2 separate regions of the Pan troglodytes genome follow, and region 2 is linked to region 1. A link is a contact called in public HiChIP or PLAC-seq data. All regions are on one chromosome and are shown on one strand. Each heading gives the region's core, a stretch centred on a gene start, on an enhancer-like site or on the middle of the called end of the contact. The rest is flanking DNA. Distances are from core to core; before and after follow the strand shown. Region 1 holds the start of TNFSF12 (TNF superfamily member 12). Region 2 holds the start of NEURL4 (neuralized E3 ubiquitin protein ligase 4).

What was found. HiChIP or PLAC-seq counts read pairs in DNA pulled down with a chosen protein or histone mark.
Region 2: an H3K4me3 HiChIP or PLAC-seq map of stem cell-derived excitatory neurons shows a contact between it and region 1, with 2.8 times the contacts expected there. The contact joins the promoter of NEURL4 here to the promoter of TNFSF12 in region 1.

Annotation. Positions count from the first base shown.
Region 1 is chr19:18,060,155-18,062,970 of NHGRI_mPanTro3-v2.0_pri, reverse strand. TNFSF12 (TNF superfamily member 12) reads right to left here and starts at 1,386. Exons shown (of 7, transcript NM_001205129.1): 1 at 1,132-1,386; 2 at 923-970; 3 at 251-326. The coding sequence starts at 1,290.
Region 2 is chr19:17,841,944-17,844,759 of NHGRI_mPanTro3-v2.0_pri, reverse strand. NEURL4 (neuralized E3 ubiquitin protein ligase 4) reads left to right here and starts at 1,336. Exons shown (of 29, transcript XM_016931420.3): 1 at 1,336-1,696. The coding sequence starts at 1,415. LOC107969131 (putative protein phosphatase inhibitor 2-like protein 1) reads right to left here and starts at 511. Exons shown (of 5, transcript XM_054670809.2): 1 at 177-511. The coding sequence starts at 275.

The DNA of each region.
Region 1 (2,816 bases), core at 137-2,636:
GTCTCCATCAGGATCCCAGTAGTTCTTCTAACTCATGGCCACCCTGCCTTCCTGTTTGGGGTAGGGTCTGAAGGAGCACATCCATATGACAGAAGGAGCTTCAGAGGAGGGCGAGAATCCCTAGGTTTGAGTCTTGGCTGGTTAGCTGCATGACTCTGAACTCCTTTCACCCTCCGTGCCTCAGTTTCTCCCTGTGGATAATGGTTTTTGCTCTGCCCGCTTCCTGAGGTTGGGATAGAGGGATGCTCACCACTTCTGCGAGGCCGAACTAGTCGGTTCAGGAAAGGCGCAGGATCCTGGCTTTCTTCTGTCTGGGGATTCAGTTCCTAGGGGAATTAGGGCAGGGTTCAACCACAGACTCCCAGAGATATAAAGTGAGACAGACGGGGCCTGTCAGGAGAGCCACCAGCCAGCAACAGACACAGAAGTCAGGGACAGATTAAGCCCCTCAGCCAACTACAGCTGGGGCCCCGGGCAAAGGTGAAGCTGGGAGTCAGGCCCCAGTCCTCACCCTTTCCTCTAGACCAGCTACACTTTCCCACCCACACACAACCAACGCAGACCCTGCATTCAATTGGCACATTGCACACATGCCCACACCCAGTCACCACGCACAGAGGATACACACCCTGTACACAACCGCACCCCTCTTCCACGCAGACTCACATATCTTATACAACCACGTCACCCCCAGCCAATAAACACCTCAGACTCAGGTGGCACAACCCCAGCACAAACCCCTCACACAGAGTTGTCACCACGCACACACACCCCTGCAGACACACACCCATGCACGCACTGTGTTCACACACACCCTGCACACACCGCGAGTACGGCTGGCACAGCTGCACACACCTGCAGCCTCGGCTGTGCACACTTCCCATGCCCCAGCAGCCTGCAGACCGCGCCCACGCCCACTCACCGACGGGTCCTGGTCCTCCTCTGCCACCAGCTCCTCCTGGGCAGGCTCCTGCTGGGAAGGAGGGAGCGTCACCCCGTGCCGCTCCACCTGACATCTCACCCTCCACCCATCCTCCCTTCCCCTTGCCTTCAGCCCACGAGGCCCCCAGCGGCCCCTCTGCAGTCTCAGCTCCTGATGTGCCCAAGAAGGGGTGCGCAGCGGGGCCTCACCTGGGCGGACAGCGATGCCCGGCTCCCCAAACTGACCACGGCCAGCAGGAGGCCGAGGCAGGCCAGCGCCAGGCCCAGGCCCAGCGCGAGCGGGACCAGCAGGGCGGTGCCCGGCTCCCCCCGGCGCCCCCTCCGCCTCTGGCTCCGACGGGCGGCCATGGGGGCGGGGGGCTGTGCCTGCCTCACCGCCCCCCCATCCCGGGACCCGAGGGATCGGGGGAGGGGGAGCCGGCGGGCGGATCGGGCCGGGGAGAGGGAGGGGCAAGGGAAACGGGGCGGGAGGGGGCGCTGGGGACAGGAAGCCGGACGCTGTGTGTGATTAAACTCCGAGTCTCTCGCCGGGCGCTGTGCGCGCAGCGAACGGAGTGGGCGCCCACCCGACCTCTGAGCGCCCAGCCCGGGCGTGCACCACCAGGGCGAGGTCCGTTGTGTGCGGCCGCGGGAGCGATGGGGCTATGCGTGTGCGGGCACCTCCTGCGGGGAGGTGGGGAACTCAGGAAGGCCTGTTGGTTCAGATTCTTCTGTGTCCCTGTGTCTTCAGAGATAAGGACCCTCCTTTCCCCCAGGTGCAGGGAGGGCGCCTCTCACAGGAGGCTATTATTTGCTTCTTCAGGAAAAGGGCAGGGAGTTCCAGGTTGTATGACCTGGTTCAGGGAAGAAGGGCAGGAGAAGGTAAGAAAGATCCTTCGGCTTCTGCGGTTTTCTCAAATTCCTTCAGCTTAAAACGCTCATTGTGCCGAGGTGCATCGTTTAGGGTAGCACGTTCTGAAGCCCATCATTACCAATGATTGCCAAGCATCTGAGGAGGACCAGCAGCATGCAAAAGAAACACCAAAATTGGTCCGGCAGGTGGCTTACGCCTGTAATCCCAGAAGGCCAAGGCTGGGGGCCAGGAGTTCAAGATCAGCCTGGGCAAGAGCAAGACCCCATCTCTACAGAAAAGTTTTAAAAAAATTAGCCCACGCCTGTAGTCCCAGCTACTCAGGAGGCCGAGGTAGGAGGATTGTTTGAGCCCAGGAGTTTGAGGCTGCAGTGAGCTGTGATTGCACCACTACACTCCAGCCTGGGCAACAGACCTTGTCTCAAAAAAAAAAGAAAGAAAGAAAGAAAGAAAGAAAAAGGACCAAAATTGGCTGGGCGCGATGGTTCACGCCTGTAATCCCAGCACTTTGGGAGGCCGAGGCGGGTGGATCACGAGGTCAGGAGATCAAGACCTGCCTGGCCAAGATGGTGAAACCCTGTCTCTAATAAAAATACAAAAAAATTAGCCGGACGTGGTGGCAGGCGCCTGTAGTTCCCAGCTACTCGGGAAGCTGAGGCAGAGAATTGCTTGAACCCAGGAGACAGAGGTTGCAGCGAGCTGAGATCACGCCACCACACTCCAGCCTGGGCAACACAGCAAGACTCTATCTCAAAAAAAAAAAAAAAGAAAGAAAGAAAGACCAAAATTAACAAACAAAATTTGACATTGGAGGAAACAGAGATAATTCAGGATACAAAGAGTACTACCTAATATACTTAAAGAGAGTCAAGAAAAAGCATCCATAGAGCTGGGCATGGTGGTGCATGCCTGTAGTCCCAGCTACTCAGGAGGTTGAGATGGGAGGATCACCTGAGCCTGGGAGGTTGAGGCTGCAGTGAGCTGTGATCACACCACTGCATTCCAACACGAGCAACAGAGTAAG
Region 2 (2,816 bases), core at 87-2,586, 220 kb after region 1:
GACCCAAGGCTGTGGTTCGCAGCCTCCCTTGGGTGCTGACTGGGCCCGGAACCAAGGACCACTATCCCCCCGGAGGGACAGCTTGAACCAGTACTATGAGTTACGGAGCCCCCTGAGTGCACGTGGGGCCCAGAACCGTGAAACAAGACTACTCTGGAGGGCTGCCCAGCGCCTGCCTCGACTCCTGTGACCGCTGCGGGCACTCCTCTGGCTGCCCCTCCAGGGGAATCCCGGTTGAGGCCGCCAGCAGCCCCTAGGCACTCCACCTTCTCCATGGCCCCACTGGGGGGCCGCTCTCAGCGATCCTGACCCGCCTCCCGGCTCCACGTAGCCCCGCCCCTGGCCCCGCCCCCACCGCTGCCGGCCGGGGATGCTCGGGCTCAGTCCCGGGTCCACTTCTCCCCTGCTCCAGAGCTGCGGCGGGCGGAATCAAGACTATATAGAGACTCGGGCTGGGGGTCCCTCCGCTCGCCCTTTTCCTTTGTGTCCCACCCAAAGATTTTCTTTGTCTGGGCAATTTGTTCCCGCCCTTCTCCAGCACCACCCTCATCCAAACCAGCCAATCCCAGTCAGGGGGCCAGGCCAGGAGCTTCGACTGTGACGTCACGGTCCTCCAGCCTGAGCGTGAGCTTCGGGGAGTTGGGCAGGGGGCTTGTTAATAGCTCTAAGGGAGATCTTTTGGGGTCATCAACGCTGTCGCTTGAAACTGCCTGTCGGGACTTCTTTAGACTCTTTGTGGTCTTAACATGGAATAGTTTGGTTGAGTTGGAGTTGAAGCTGGGCTTGACTTGAAATATCAGCGAGCTTCCCCCACCCCCGTCAGTCGGCTGGCTCAGCCAATCAGGAGAGGTGTGAGGCAAAGTGGAAGGATTGCCGCACTGTTGCAAGACACTTCGTCCTCAGTCGGGTGGCGGGAAGAGACTTTCACTACCGCTTCTCTGGGTCCTCCAGACTCGGCTCACGCTGCTTTGGAGCCTGCATCCCGAGGGGAGACACCCCCTCTTGCCGTAAAGCGAGTGCTTCAAGGTGTCACCTCCCCCTAGCGAGGGCGGGGTCGTCGGTGCCGCTGTCGCAAAGCAGAAAGTGTTTGGGCTCCAGCACCCCACCGTCGTAAAGATGCCTGCGGTGGGCGTGTCTTTCTCCCACTGTCGCAAAAGCTCCCTGCCCAGGTCTTCGTCCCCCTCGGAGCCGCTCCGTCACCTCGCTATGCCGTAAAGCGAGGCTCCCGACCCCGTGTCCTTCTGTTCTCACCGTGGTCGTCCCCAGCTCCTAGCGCGGGCTGCTTCATTGCCCGGCAGTGCCGTAAAGCATACCTGGTCTCAGCCCCCCGGTCGTATCCCTCGGACTGTCTGCCCGACGCGGTTGCCACGGTGCCGCCAAGCGCGGCTGTCGCGCTGCCCCGGTGTCAGCGGAGATGGCGGCAGGGTCGGGTGGGAGTGGGGGCTCTGGGGGAGGCCCTGGACCGGGGCCGGGCGGGGGTGGGGGCCCCAGCGGGAGCGGCTCAGGACCGGGGTCCAACGGGGGTCTGGGCAGCGGCGGGGAACTGCACCCGCGCACTGGGCGCTTGGTGAGCCTGTCGGCCTGTGGGCGTACAGCGCGGCGGCAGCAGCCGGGCCAGGAGTTTAACCACGGGCTGGTGTTGAGCAGAGAACCCTTGCGCGATGGACGCGTCTTCACCGTCCGCATCGACCGCAAGGTGCAGCGCTGGTACCGCGGAACAGAGATGTGGAGGGTGGTGGGAGGCGTCTAGAGGGAGACGGGGTAGGACAGCCAGGGTAGCCCACATTGCCGGGCACCGAGAGGGAACAGAAAGACCATAGAGCACCAGGGGGCGGTCAGGAAGACAGCATGAAGCAGAAACATTGAGTTTGAAGAAGACATTAAGAGCTTGAGTTTTCTCAAGATCCAGAACCAGGGAAGGGACACGAGGGCTAACCCACTAGAATGGCTGGGAACAGACCTCCTGGTACAATTTCTTGGGCATGGAGGATGGAGAGATGTCAGAGATGTGATGGCAAGTGAAGAAAGATGCCAAGGAACGAACAAACCTAATCCCAGCACTTTGGGAGTCCGAGGCGGGCGGATCACTAGAGTTAGGGGTTTGAGACCAGCCTGGCGAACGTGGTGAAACCCCGTCTTTACTAAAAATACAAAAATTGGCCAGGCATGGTGGCGTGCGCCTGTAATCCCAGCTACTCTGGAGGCTGAGGCAGGAGAATGGCTTGAACCCGGGAGGCAGAGGTTGCAGTGAGCCGAGATCATGCCATTGCACTCCAGCCTGGGCAACAGAGTGAGTGAGACTCCGTCTCAAAAAAACAAAGAACAAACCATTGAAGGACAGAGGCTGTGCCAGAAAGATAGGTGAGGAGAAAGATCCAGGGTGAGGGAGGTGTGTGTGATTCAGTGAAGAGGCCAGGCTCACAGAAAAAGAACTTGGAAGGAGATTGAATCTGGGTAGAGCCTGATCTTTGGAGAGAATTAGGCCAGGGGAAAGGAATGAATGATACACAAGAGCAAGAGGTGTGGGTATAGGAAGTAGGAGAATTTGGATGGTTGGAGAGCCATAGAGACTAGGAAAGTTAGAGGAGGCAGGAGGTTGGAACCAAGGAATTTGTGCTTGGCTTGGAAAGGAGTGGTTTAGTAAACACTGAGTAGAGAGCAGAGTTGCTAAAGGAAAGCCCAAATAATTACCGAGACGGAGTCCAGAAAATCACTGTCTGCATCTCTGGATTAGTGTTCCAAGAGACAGAAAGCCAGCTAGCTGTCTGAGAGGTGGGAAGATATGGTGGCCTGTGGAATGGGGGGTGGCCCATTCT